2 separate regions of the Hordeum vulgare genome follow, and region 1 is linked to region 2. Evidence: chromatin contacts called from public Hi-C data. All regions are on one chromosome and are shown on one strand. Each heading gives the region's core, a stretch centred on a gene start, on an enhancer-like site or on the middle of the called end of the contact. The rest is flanking DNA. Distances are from core to core; before and after follow the strand shown. Region 1 holds the start of LOC123447291. Region 2 holds the start of LOC123447287 (sex-determining protein fem-1-like).

Region 1 (5,653 bases), core at 1,725-4,224, 190 kb before region 2:
TTAGCGGATCCGGAATTGCGTAACAGAGAACACCATGTGTAGTTCCCAAGAATGTGAAGTTAAATGTAAAGATTGACAACTATTATCTTAAATAAAGAAAGCAATGTACTGATCTCATTTTTCTACAAAACAATTACACTCACCATTTTTTGTATAGACCTGATTCCCACGACACACATGTACCTATGAATAAAAGCAGCAAACTTAAGTGGCTATCTGAAGTTATTGTGTCTTAATCATCAATGTGGGGTTATAGTTCCTTACAAACATCGATAGGACCATCAGCAAAGCCTTCAGCAAGAAGAGTATGAAATGGGGTCCCATCTGGACCTTCGCGGTACATGACTCGTAATTGGTCTGTATCCTGCTTCACCTATGAAATAGATTACCGATCATTCAAGCAATTCATAGAACTTGCAAGGGAACCAAAGAAAACAATTAACCACTCTCTAAACGAGGGAATACGATAAAAGAACGACCAAATTTGGAGCACAATACTAAACTATAAACAAAAGTAAACCATTGCACTCTTGGTGGTATGTATTTTGAGAAGGGTGCTTCTTATCCCTGAAAACGTCATTCTGCTCCCGAGTTCAAAATGCTCCTGCTATGAACAGTAAGTTCGAAAAAATAACAAAAGCATTTAAAAATTCTGATTTTCATTTTATAACAAATAAACGTTGCTAAGTTATCTCTCCACATGTAAATTTTCGTGGTGAAATAAACATTCGTCGAGGTCTGGACAAAAAAAAAACTGTGTTCCAAAATGTTTTCACAAATAGTGTTTTTGTAGCATCATTTTTTTCCAGGGCATTACAAATGTTTTTTCTTCACGAAACATTGCACACAGGTGAAATACTCATCAATGTTGTCATAAAAACATCCATAACTTTTTACATATGATTGCTATTTTTTCTTAATTTACTATTCATCCGGAGTGTTGGCCAACCAAGAGACGACATATCCAACAGTTAGGTGTAGCAGAGATGCGCATGTTGAGATGGATATGTGGCCACACAAGGAAGGATCGGGTACGGAATGACGATATACGAGAGAGACTTGGGGTAGCACCGATTGAAGAGAAGCTGGTCCAGCATCGTCTCAGATGGTTTGGACATATTCAACGGAGGCCACCGGAAGCGCCGGTGCATAGCGGACGGATAAAGCGTGCTGAGAATGTTAAGAGGGGTCGTGGTAGACCAAACTTGACATGGGAGGAGTCCGTTAAGAGAGACCTGAAGGTTTGGAATATCGACAAAGACTTAGCCATGGACAGGGGTGCGTGGAAGTTAGCTATCCACGTTCCAGAGCCATGACTTGGCTTTGAGATCTTATGGGTTTCAACTCTAGCCTACCCCAACTTGTTTGGGACTGAAAGGCTTGGTTGTTGTTGTTACTATTCATCCACCTCGGAACCAAAACTCCATGTCCGCTTATCCCTCTCCTTTTTGGTAACCTAGAATAAGCGTTCCTGTTTTGTTCTGTTTCTGTTTTGGGTTTTGGTTGTCGCCACCCTTGTATCTTGCGCCTTTTGGCATTCTTCATGTTCAGAAAAAAAAAGAGGTAAACTATTGCACTCTTGAAATATAGAGCAAGAAAGAAATCAGTGAACTGATTACGCTATGACGCAAAACAGGAAAACATAAATCTATTATTGCACTCTAATCACATAATGTTCACAATATTTTCGTACAAGCGTATTAAATTTAGTTTATTAATTTCATAATTTGCATACCTTCCATTCCTTCTGTTGTGGCCCACGAATCTCTGAAGGCCGTTCATTTACTGAAGTGTCTAGCATTTCAAGAAAATTGGAGACTTCTTTGGCCCGTGCTTCAGCAATCACGTCGATGTTGCCTAAAGAAGACATAACCCAAAATGAAAATACAGAACAGCATATACACATATTTAGAAATGGATCTAAAATGAGAAGCAAATACGGATAGGAAGATACAGATCACAAAGCAGTTTAATTTAGTAATAAAATATAAGACGATATTACAATTGAACCTTGCATTTACTTTTTAAATTCAACCAGCAATTTAATTACACATACTTGGTGTATGGACTTGTTGGTTGCTTCATGTATAATAGGACCTACTTAGAGAGATTTAGATATACATATGGCACATTAATGTTACCGGTGAATATTAATCAATGAGAAAAAAACTGGCACATTTCTAATGGCATAATAGGACCTGCTTAGAGAGAAAAGTAATTACAGTTATGACTACTAGTCGTGGAGTATCTAGGCAAAGATGCACCAGAGAAAAAGTAGTCAAACCCATACCTTGGTCAGAGCCAGGAAGAGACGACTCCAGAATCTGCTTCTTCACCAGAGATCTCAGAGAGCCCTCGTCGGCGAGATCAGGGCACGCCAGGGTCTTGTCCAGGCGGTCGCGCAGCTCCAGGATTCCCTTCCTCGTCTCCATGGGCACCACCTGGACCACCACCACCACCACGAAGATGAGAGTTCTGATGGCAACCAAAATCGCAAGACTTGTCCAAGACCAAACCGATCAAACGGATACGGAATCCCCACGGCCGGAAAGGCTTTCTAAATCTAAAGGCGCCAAGTATAAGAAAGGAAGGAATCATTAAAGGCGCGCGCTCCTGAGGTGGAGAGCGAAGGGCGCTTATAAGGAAAAATTAAGGAGCTCGGCTGCGGCAGACCGCAAGAATCCGCAGGCCCGAAATTTGCCCAATCCAAGCAGAGGCAGGCAGTGTTCCAGATGCGGAACAGAGCAGCCCATGAGTGGGAGCAGAGGAGATGCCGGATGGGCTGGATCGAAATCAAGAAACCCGTCGGAGCCTTGCTTTGACGCTTACCGTGTGCGGAGAGCTGGAGCTGGAGCTGGAGCTGGTGGTGATCGATGACGACGAGGAAGAGGGGTGGAAGGAGAGGGGGGAGGGAGGCAGGCAAGGGGAGCAGGGAAGCTCGGCCTCGATCGGCTTAGTTGTTGCCTCGTTTGGTGCGCTCGTGCGGTCCACCAAGCCGACCGGGGAGTTATGAGGGTTGTTTTCCCTCTTTTGCCCACTACTAGGGACAGGTTTCTGTGCACCTGTATTTCAATGATTAAGAAATTTCTTGGTTTGAAGATTGGAAATTTCTTGTTTTGGAATTGATGTTTACAAGACAGTCTATAAATAAATACTCCCTCCCTTCCTAAATAATTGTAGTTGAAAAGAATTTCTAAATAACTATAGTTGGAAAGACCATTTTTCTCTCTCACTATAATTATTTAGGAACGGAGAGCATATAAGTCTTTTTAGAGATTTCACTAAAGGAATAGATACGATTGCATATAGACATGTTTTAAAGTGTAGATTCATTTATTTTGTTCAGTACATAGTCCTCTAGCAAAATCTGTAAAAAAACTTAAATTTAGAAACGGAGGAAATACATGAAATACACCAAGAATAATGAAGAGTGACTTAGGCGGAGAACCAAACAACCCTTAAACGGCAATCATGATATATTTTTCTTTTTGCAAAGCATGTGTGAAAAAGGGAATCCTTATAGGTCACCCGACTAATCTTTCAGTGCATGTCCACCGCCTCCGTGGGTGTCGTGTATGTTCCAATCGGATTGCTCGAGAGCAACCTTCACTATAGTACATGTTTGCAACTTAACTTGGCTCGTATTGTGATCTGCTTGAGCGCACACATATTCTATTGCAAAACGGTAGGGGCGACCGTTGGATCTCCGCGACAAGGACCGACAATGACACTGGGGCCCGTGGATCCAGGATCTGGCAACGAGGGACCGTGGTCGCCTCAAATACGAAGAAGCGAAGGATAGGGTGGTGCGAGGAGGGCGACGACATGTCATCCATCGGTGGAAGATGCTGGTGATAGGGGGCAACCGTGAGCGGCCCGTAGCCGGGGTTAAGGTGGGACAGGGTTGTGGCGTTGTGACTTGCAAGCCCTGGCTTTCGGAAGAAGGTGAGCGTGGACAAGGAGATCACGGGAGGAGGAAGGTTGGTAGAGGTGGGACGTGTGGGTCCAGGTGGTGGGGCGGAGGACAGGGACATCGTCACAGAAGACAACCCCGATGACGGACATGCTCATGATTAGAGATGTTTTTTTTGCAACAAAGAGCATGTTGCAATTGCAACAAGGTTCTTGTTGCAAAAGAGTAATGTTACAACCTTGCAAAACAAAACTCCCAAAAAGTCATGTTTGCAATTTGCAACAAAGGTCATGTTGCAACTGCAACAAAGCTCTTGTTGAAGAAGAGACATGTTACAATGGCCTTACAATAAAGAAGGTCTCACAAAAATATCATGTTTTTGCAATTTACAAATTGTTGCAGATAAGATCGAAAAAATTGCTAGGCGCAACTGAGGTGGTTGGCCTTCACCCAGCGCCATTTAACCGCTCTAGGTGCAACCTAGGCGAACGCATAGTTTTAACTATGAAGGTGTATTTTGGGTATTATATGTGAATTAATATTGATTTAGACCATATAAGTGAGTAAAGTACCGGCTACTATCATTGGAAAATGACCCATTTTTGCAAATTTATACAATATAGCATGCTTTCTCATTAGAGTGGATAATTTCTTACTTGCCCTACTTAGAGTTCCTTTTATGCCCTAAGCTAGTCGTTTGGATAATAGCCTAGAACCTAAGTGTCACGCCCAAGATGCAACCCTATCCTCAATTTGGCACGAGTGCCTCGTCAGGGATAGAAGCGCATCTCGTCGTGTCACAAGAATGGATATCGTTACAAGTACATGTACTGAAAGGAAGAGATATATAGAATTGGTGTCACGCCCAAGATGCGGCCCTATCCTCAATTTGGCACGAGGGCCTCGTCAGGGATAGAACCGGGAGCTGCTGGCGGCGGCAGCAGGGGCCCCGGCGAGGTGACTGACGGCGAGGCGGCGACGAACATCGGCGAGGGGCGGCGGATCCGGGGCGACGACCTCCATTCCCGGTGGCGGAGGCAGCCATTGAGCTCCATGGCGGCGGCTGGATCCGACGGGGAGAGGTGGTAGCCATGGCGTGAAACTGTTGGCCGGTGGCGGGGAAGGCAGCAGGCAGGGTCCGGCGAGGCCACTCCGGTGGCGACGGTGGGGCTCCCCGCGGCGGCCGGCGAGCGGCACGAGGTCGGCAGGGGCTCGGGGAAGCCTCGGAGCTCGGCTAGGGTTAGCTGCGGGCCCCGATGGGCTTCGGCGGGCCTGACCCGGGCTCGGGCGGGCCCGACGGCTGGAGGTGGGAGAGAGAGGTGGGAGGCTGCGCTAGGCTTAGGTGAGGGCACGGTTTTCGAGGCAGAGGGGGAGTGGGTGTCTAATTAATGGCACGGGGTCTATTTATAGACATATGGGGGGGGGGCTAGGTTAGCCGGAATTTCGTTTCGGATCCAACCGTGCGGTCGGATTCGGACGATTCCGAACGCGGGAACGGTTACGAGGCCGTGTAGAGTGGATATCCGGAGACGAGAGGGAGAGCGGGCGGCGCGGCAACGAATTTTAAAACACCGACAGACGTCCGACGGTAGACCGAATACGGTGCCGCTACGGTCGACCGTTCGGGTACCAGACGAACTCCGATCGCGACGAAACTTGACAGGCGGCCTACCTATATTAAAATAAGACCGCACGTTAAATCTCAACCCGATCAGAGGAAGTTTTACGCACACTTTAAAA
Region 2 (5,684 bases), core at 1,770-4,269:
TAAGACCATGATCCACAACATGGTTACTCGATTCGTGATTCATCAGGTTCGCAGTTCACTACTTCCTACTTCCTGAAGTGCAGCATGGACCTCTCCAATTCAGTAACAGGAGATGGGTACACAAACACAACAATTCTGGTTCTATGTATCTAGTTTGTATGCAAGGTATTTTTATCTCCGTGTAAGAATGTAAGATGAGAAACCAAGTAAGATGATAGGTATTTTTTTGTGACAATTTCTTTTGTTTCTGGTGTATCCTGGACCCATGTTTGCCTTGATCATGTGCTACAAAAAAAGCTCAATGAGGACTTGCTTGGGTTGAAAGGAATCAAAGCCAAAAAATTCATAGTTAAGTTAACTTTTAATAGGAGTATTTAGGGATGTGGCCTAATTTCCATCAAAGGGGATATTCAATAAGATAGGACCATGATCTACAACATGGTTACTCGCTGCCACATGCACAATACCAAAAGACCAATGCATCCAAACATGAAATCAGCAAGGCTCCTTTTGTTTTGAATCTTCAGGAACTTCTATCTCTCAAATTGTGTATCCGATTGACGATCTGTGCTCACTGTTGGCTTTGCTGTGATGATACCATCGAAATTAGATCCCACGTGGATATGTTTCGATAACTTCTTTTCGTTATCATTACCAATTGCCAGATTAGAAACACTTGCTTGTCAGTTATCGATGTGTTATAGCCACTTGGTAACCAGGTTATTAAGTCAGTTACCAGATTATTGCCACTCCACACCCATGTAAGACCCGTCAAAACTAGATCCCACGTAGATATGTTTCGATAACTTCTTTTCGTTATCGTTACTAATTGCCAGGTTAGAGCCACTTGCTTGTCAGGTTATCGATGTGTTATAGCCTCTTGGTAACCAGGTTATTAAGTCAGTTACCAGATTATTGCCACTCCACACCCATGTAGGATTGGAATGATAGTGACATGTATTAGGTTATTTAACTTTCTAATTAGGTGACATTTTAGGATATTGCACCTGCACGACAGCTAAGCCACTATATCCATGTTAAAGTGTTTAAGATATTAGTAACTATGCTACACAAAGAGTCCTGGTTTGATGCAATACATGCATGCACTCGGTAGAACTTTGGCTAATGGCTAAACATAAATATATAGATGACTTTGACTAGAAGCGTGTGCAAGATTATTATTTAGTACAACTAAGAGTATATCAGGAAATACCACTAAAGATCTACTTGGAGACTTAATATGCCGTGCATTCTCAAACAGTCTAATGATTCTAAAACAATATGTGCTCCCGAACAGAGAGACACGTTACAAGAACTTAACCGTCGGGTTTGAAGATAATTTATTAGCAGAGAACAATATTAGTAAATTACTATATGAAACAAAGGCGAATAGCTCTGAATAAGATAACACATAACAATTTACAATGCAGAGATGCAGAACAGAGATATGTTAGAGAGGTGGACCTATTTCAGCAGCATAATGTAACAGGAAACCCCCATTGTTATCGGCTTTGTCTGGATTAGCTCCATGATCAAGAAGATACTCAGCAGTACCCCCATTGCAGTATGTTGCAAAAAACAGAGGTGTTCTACCTATAAAGCAAACAAACACACAAAAATGAAATTATATCAAAGCACTTCTCAGCGTAGCAAGAAATGAGATCTTTTTTGTATCAAAGCATGTCTTATCTCCAAAAGAATACCACCACAGAAGTTTCCTAACACTGCCCTGTCTTCTCTGAGAGCATAGAATTTAGATATGGCTCCCCAAGACAAACAAAGTAGACCCATCGAGTTAGATACGATATGACGCAGGATTTTCATAATGCTCGAGAGAGTATTGGTTAAATGGAACTGACGCATGAAAATTAGACATTCGACTACCCGAATAGAAGAATCAAATACATCCTCAGAGCTGGGGTGCATACATGTGTGCAATAACTAAACAACCAAACTATCCTAAAATAAACATTAATTTGCCCTCAAAGAGTAGCCTATTTAATTATTTATATGAACGGTGCTTATGTAGGGTATTCACATTCAGTATCATAATGAAGACCGACTTATTTCTTCCTTAAAAAGGCCGACTTTTTCCGTATAAAGCTGCATGATCATGAGTTAGCACAACAGGATATGACAAAACATGATTTTATTTGGTGAGAAAAATATTGGTGCCTATGATACATTGGTTCATACTGACGTAGATGATCTTAGGCTATGTTTATGGTTGCCGGACTGTGTTGCGCTGAGCCTGGAGCCATGGCAAAAGCTGGCTCTCATAATGCACCTCTATGCCAAACCCAGAGAAAGCACAAAACAGTCGGATATCGTGAGACCTGACCTACAGATGAAGCAGCCCTAGCGAACAACAAATTCCAGCATGTAAAATAGGCACTCCATGCAATTCGACGAAGCCTGCACCGAAAGATTAGGGTTTTGAAGATAGTTGGACCTTCCTTGTCGACCAGATCCACATCCACCAGCAGCTCCTCGACGAGGTACCTGCACACCTCCAGGCTCCCCCTGGCCGCGATGTGCAGCGCGCTGAAACCTTCAAGCTTGGGATCGTCTTCCACCCTCAAGTCCTCAATCACCTTCTTGGGGCGGCCCCTGCCCAAGTCCAGCATCACGACCAGCGCTGCGGCGGATTTTTGATTGGGCCTCCAAAATGTTAGCGCTCGGGCAGCGAGGCTGGATGAGGGTCAGAATCTGGGACGGGGGAGGGGGGGAGGCGTACACTTTAAGCGGGGGAGGTCGTTGTCGGATGCCGCCTGGAAGACCATGTCCAGCATCGGGTCGTGGACTGGGGCGGGCCGGAGGGGGCGGAGTCAGGATCCGGGTTGGGGGTAGGGTTAGGGATGGGATGTGGGGAGAGGCGCTTACCTTCGGAATGAGCTCGGTAGGGCGACACCATGGCGTCGGTCGAGGAGGATGTGCTAGGGTGGGGGTGGAGAAGGGGCTTGGAGCTTTGAATGGAGAAAAGAGCAGCGAGGAAGACGAAACTAAAGCGAGGCGTACGCGCGAGCGCGAGGACAAGTGAAAATGGGCGAGCGAGCGCCGTCGTCTTTCTTTTTTTCTTTTTTTTTTAACTGTAAAGGCCGCGAAGGGCCTAGACGCTCCGTTAATATCTGATACAGTTACGGTACAAAGAGCATATAAGGACTCAGCAGAAAAGGAAATAGCATTAAAGTCCCTGGCTTTTACAAGGAGGACCCCGGGCCGGAAAGCAAAATTGCAATCAGGTCCTCTACGGCTTCTTCGCGGATGAAATCTTTGCCGTCGCCCGGGACGAACCACCTCGGGCCACAATGCCTTCGCAACAGCACAGCCACGCCATGAACTGAGAACCGGCGCCGTAGCCCCGCCAGAACAGCCGCTGCTGATGAGCTTGAAACCTGTCAGCGGGATCCAGCATCGCACCCATCGCAAACTCGCTTACCACACCCATGGTGGCGACGAACAACGATAGAGGCGACCGGGCCCTTCTCCAAATCGGGGAGCCACTCGAGCTTATTGGAGGAAACGCCTGCGTCCACCCGCACCACGGCAGATGGTACCACACCACCGCCACTAATACGTCTCCAACGTATCTACTTTTCTAAACACTTTTGCTCTAATTTTAAACTCTAATTTGCATGATTTGAATGAAACTAACTTGGACTGGCGTTGTTTTCAACAAAACTACATTGGTGTTATTTTTGTGCAGAAATAAAAGTTCTCAAAATTGAACAAAACCATTTATGAATTACTAGCACAGATGCTCGTGCGTTGCAACGGGGGCATTGTAACCCATCCCATGCATCCACGTATTGTCCTATCGTTCTTCTTCTCTCCCCGGAATCCTCATTAACATTAATTCATATTTAAATTTTTCCTACTTTAAAATATAATGCCCAAAAAGTAAAAAGTTTATGTCACAGCCCTAGATTATATCTTGTAGTTAGTTGCATCAGTAAGCATTCATGAATGCATTCAAATCAATTTAATTCAAATTTGAATGATCTACAAATGGGGATGACCAAACCCTAACACCAAACAACATCCAAACAGGTTCAACAAGAGAAAAATCCTAGCTACTCTATATTCAAAACAAAACCCTAGCAACTCTATATGCAAAACAATTCAAAAGTGGTGACAAATCAATGAACCAAAATGGTTTTCATAAAAGTCCATCATTTTTTATAAATGTTGGAAAGAAAATATCAGGGGTGATATATATTTTCAAAATACTTTTGGCATTTTATTTTAAATTCAAAAGCCACTGAAATCAATTAATTAATTGATTTCAAATACTTCCTAGTTTTATAAAATGTTGAAAACTTCACATGGGGTTGGAAATATTCCAAATAACACCCCAGAGTTGTTTACCTATTTTCTTTGATTTAGTAGGAGCCAAAACAAATAAAACAAATGTTAGAAATAACAAAACAGAAAAAAAAATAGAAAAAAAAAGGAAACGCTTACCTGTCGCCCCTGCACGCCCAGCCCACCAGGGCCTCCCCCTGCTCGTCGTCTTCCCCGAGCAGCTGCGTGGCAGCAGCGCGTGCGCCGGCTCCACCTCCTGCTTCGCGCTGGAGGCACCTCCTCCGTCCCTATCCGCGTATGCAGACGATGTGGATGAGCCCCTGGATCTTTTCCCCCTCACTTAGCACCGTTTCCTCCTCCTGCTTCCTGCTCCTCTTCCTCCCGCCATGGCCGAGCTCTGCTTGAGCTCACCGACGCATTTCCAGCCGCAGCGAAGCCTCCCCGAGCAATCCATCATCTCCGCCACGACGAGTAGCTTCTCCACGCCGAAGGAATCAAGTTGCAGCCTGCTGAAGCGTCGCCACCGCCGTCTTCCCCATCTCCGGTCACCGAGATCCGCCGCCGTCGATCCGCTGCCAGAGAGCCCCTCCAACTTCTCCGATGCCAGGAATGGAACCCCTGTGAGCCTCTGATGCTTCTCCCTCTTTCTCCCGCTCGAAATCGCCCTCCAGAGCATCTCCCCGATGAGCTCCACTTCCGGCCGCCGCACACGCTCGTCGTCGGCACTCTCTCCGGCGACCCTAGCTCCTTCTGATGGCCCTCGTCGATCAGGCGCTTCGTCAGCAACCTATAGCAGCAAACCCCGCTCGATTTGGTGCTCTGTAGCGCGTTTTAGCGCAACTCCGGCGAGCCCTCCGCCGCGGGCTTGGTCGCCGGCGACCACCCTCCGGTGGGGGCCGACGTGGCCAGCTATTAGCCACTAACCCCCCTCCCCAGAGACGCTGACATAGGGGCCCACGGGTGAGTCAAACCACCATTAGGGTGGGTCAACGCGGGATTAAGCCCTGGGTCACTGACCAGTGGACCCCACTGGTCAGGTTTGACCTCGGACGGCTGCTGTTGATTGATGACGCCAGTCTGACGTCGCAGTGACGCAATAAAGCTTTTCTAATTTTAATTAATTCCAGAAAATGCCTAAAACTTGTAAAAATCATAGAAATTAAAATATAACTCGGATGAAAATAATTTATATATGAAAAAGTATCAGAAAAATCCAAGGAATCTGATTATGGCATTTTCATGCATGTTTGAAAAAGTTAACAACACCAAATAGGCAAAATGATGAATAGGGTAAATTTAATAAATAGTTTGGAGTTGGAAATTGATACTTATTTGATTTCCACTTCAATTTTTATGACCAAACATTGGTCAATGCAAAT

What was found. Hi-C and Micro-C count contacts between places; a contact is called where the count stands out from the background.
Region 1: a Hi-C map of seedling shows a contact between it and region 2, with 2.8 times the contacts expected there. The contact joins the promoter of LOC123447291 here to the promoter of LOC123447287 in region 2. A contact is called at or near these places in 1 of 6 Hi-C or Micro-C datasets (seedling) and 1 of 1 datasets of contacts at active chromatin or transcription factors (embryo).

The regions. Positions count from the first base shown.
Region 1 is chr4H:12,559,326-12,564,978 of MorexV3_pseudomolecules_assembly, reverse strand. LOC123447291 reads right to left here and starts at 2,974. Exons shown (of 11, transcript XM_045123880.1): 1 at 2,830-2,974; 2 at 2,291-2,441; 3 at 1,736-1,857; 4 at 265-373; 5 at 144-183. The coding sequence starts at 2,432.
Region 2 is chr4H:12,369,205-12,374,888 of MorexV3_pseudomolecules_assembly, reverse strand. It overlaps LOC123447287 (sex-determining protein fem-1-like), which reads right to left and starts at 3,019. Exons shown (of 10, transcript XM_045123876.1): 1 at 2,884-3,019; 2 at 2,738-2,803; 3 at 2,453-2,638; 4 at 1,465-1,593. The coding sequence starts at 2,914.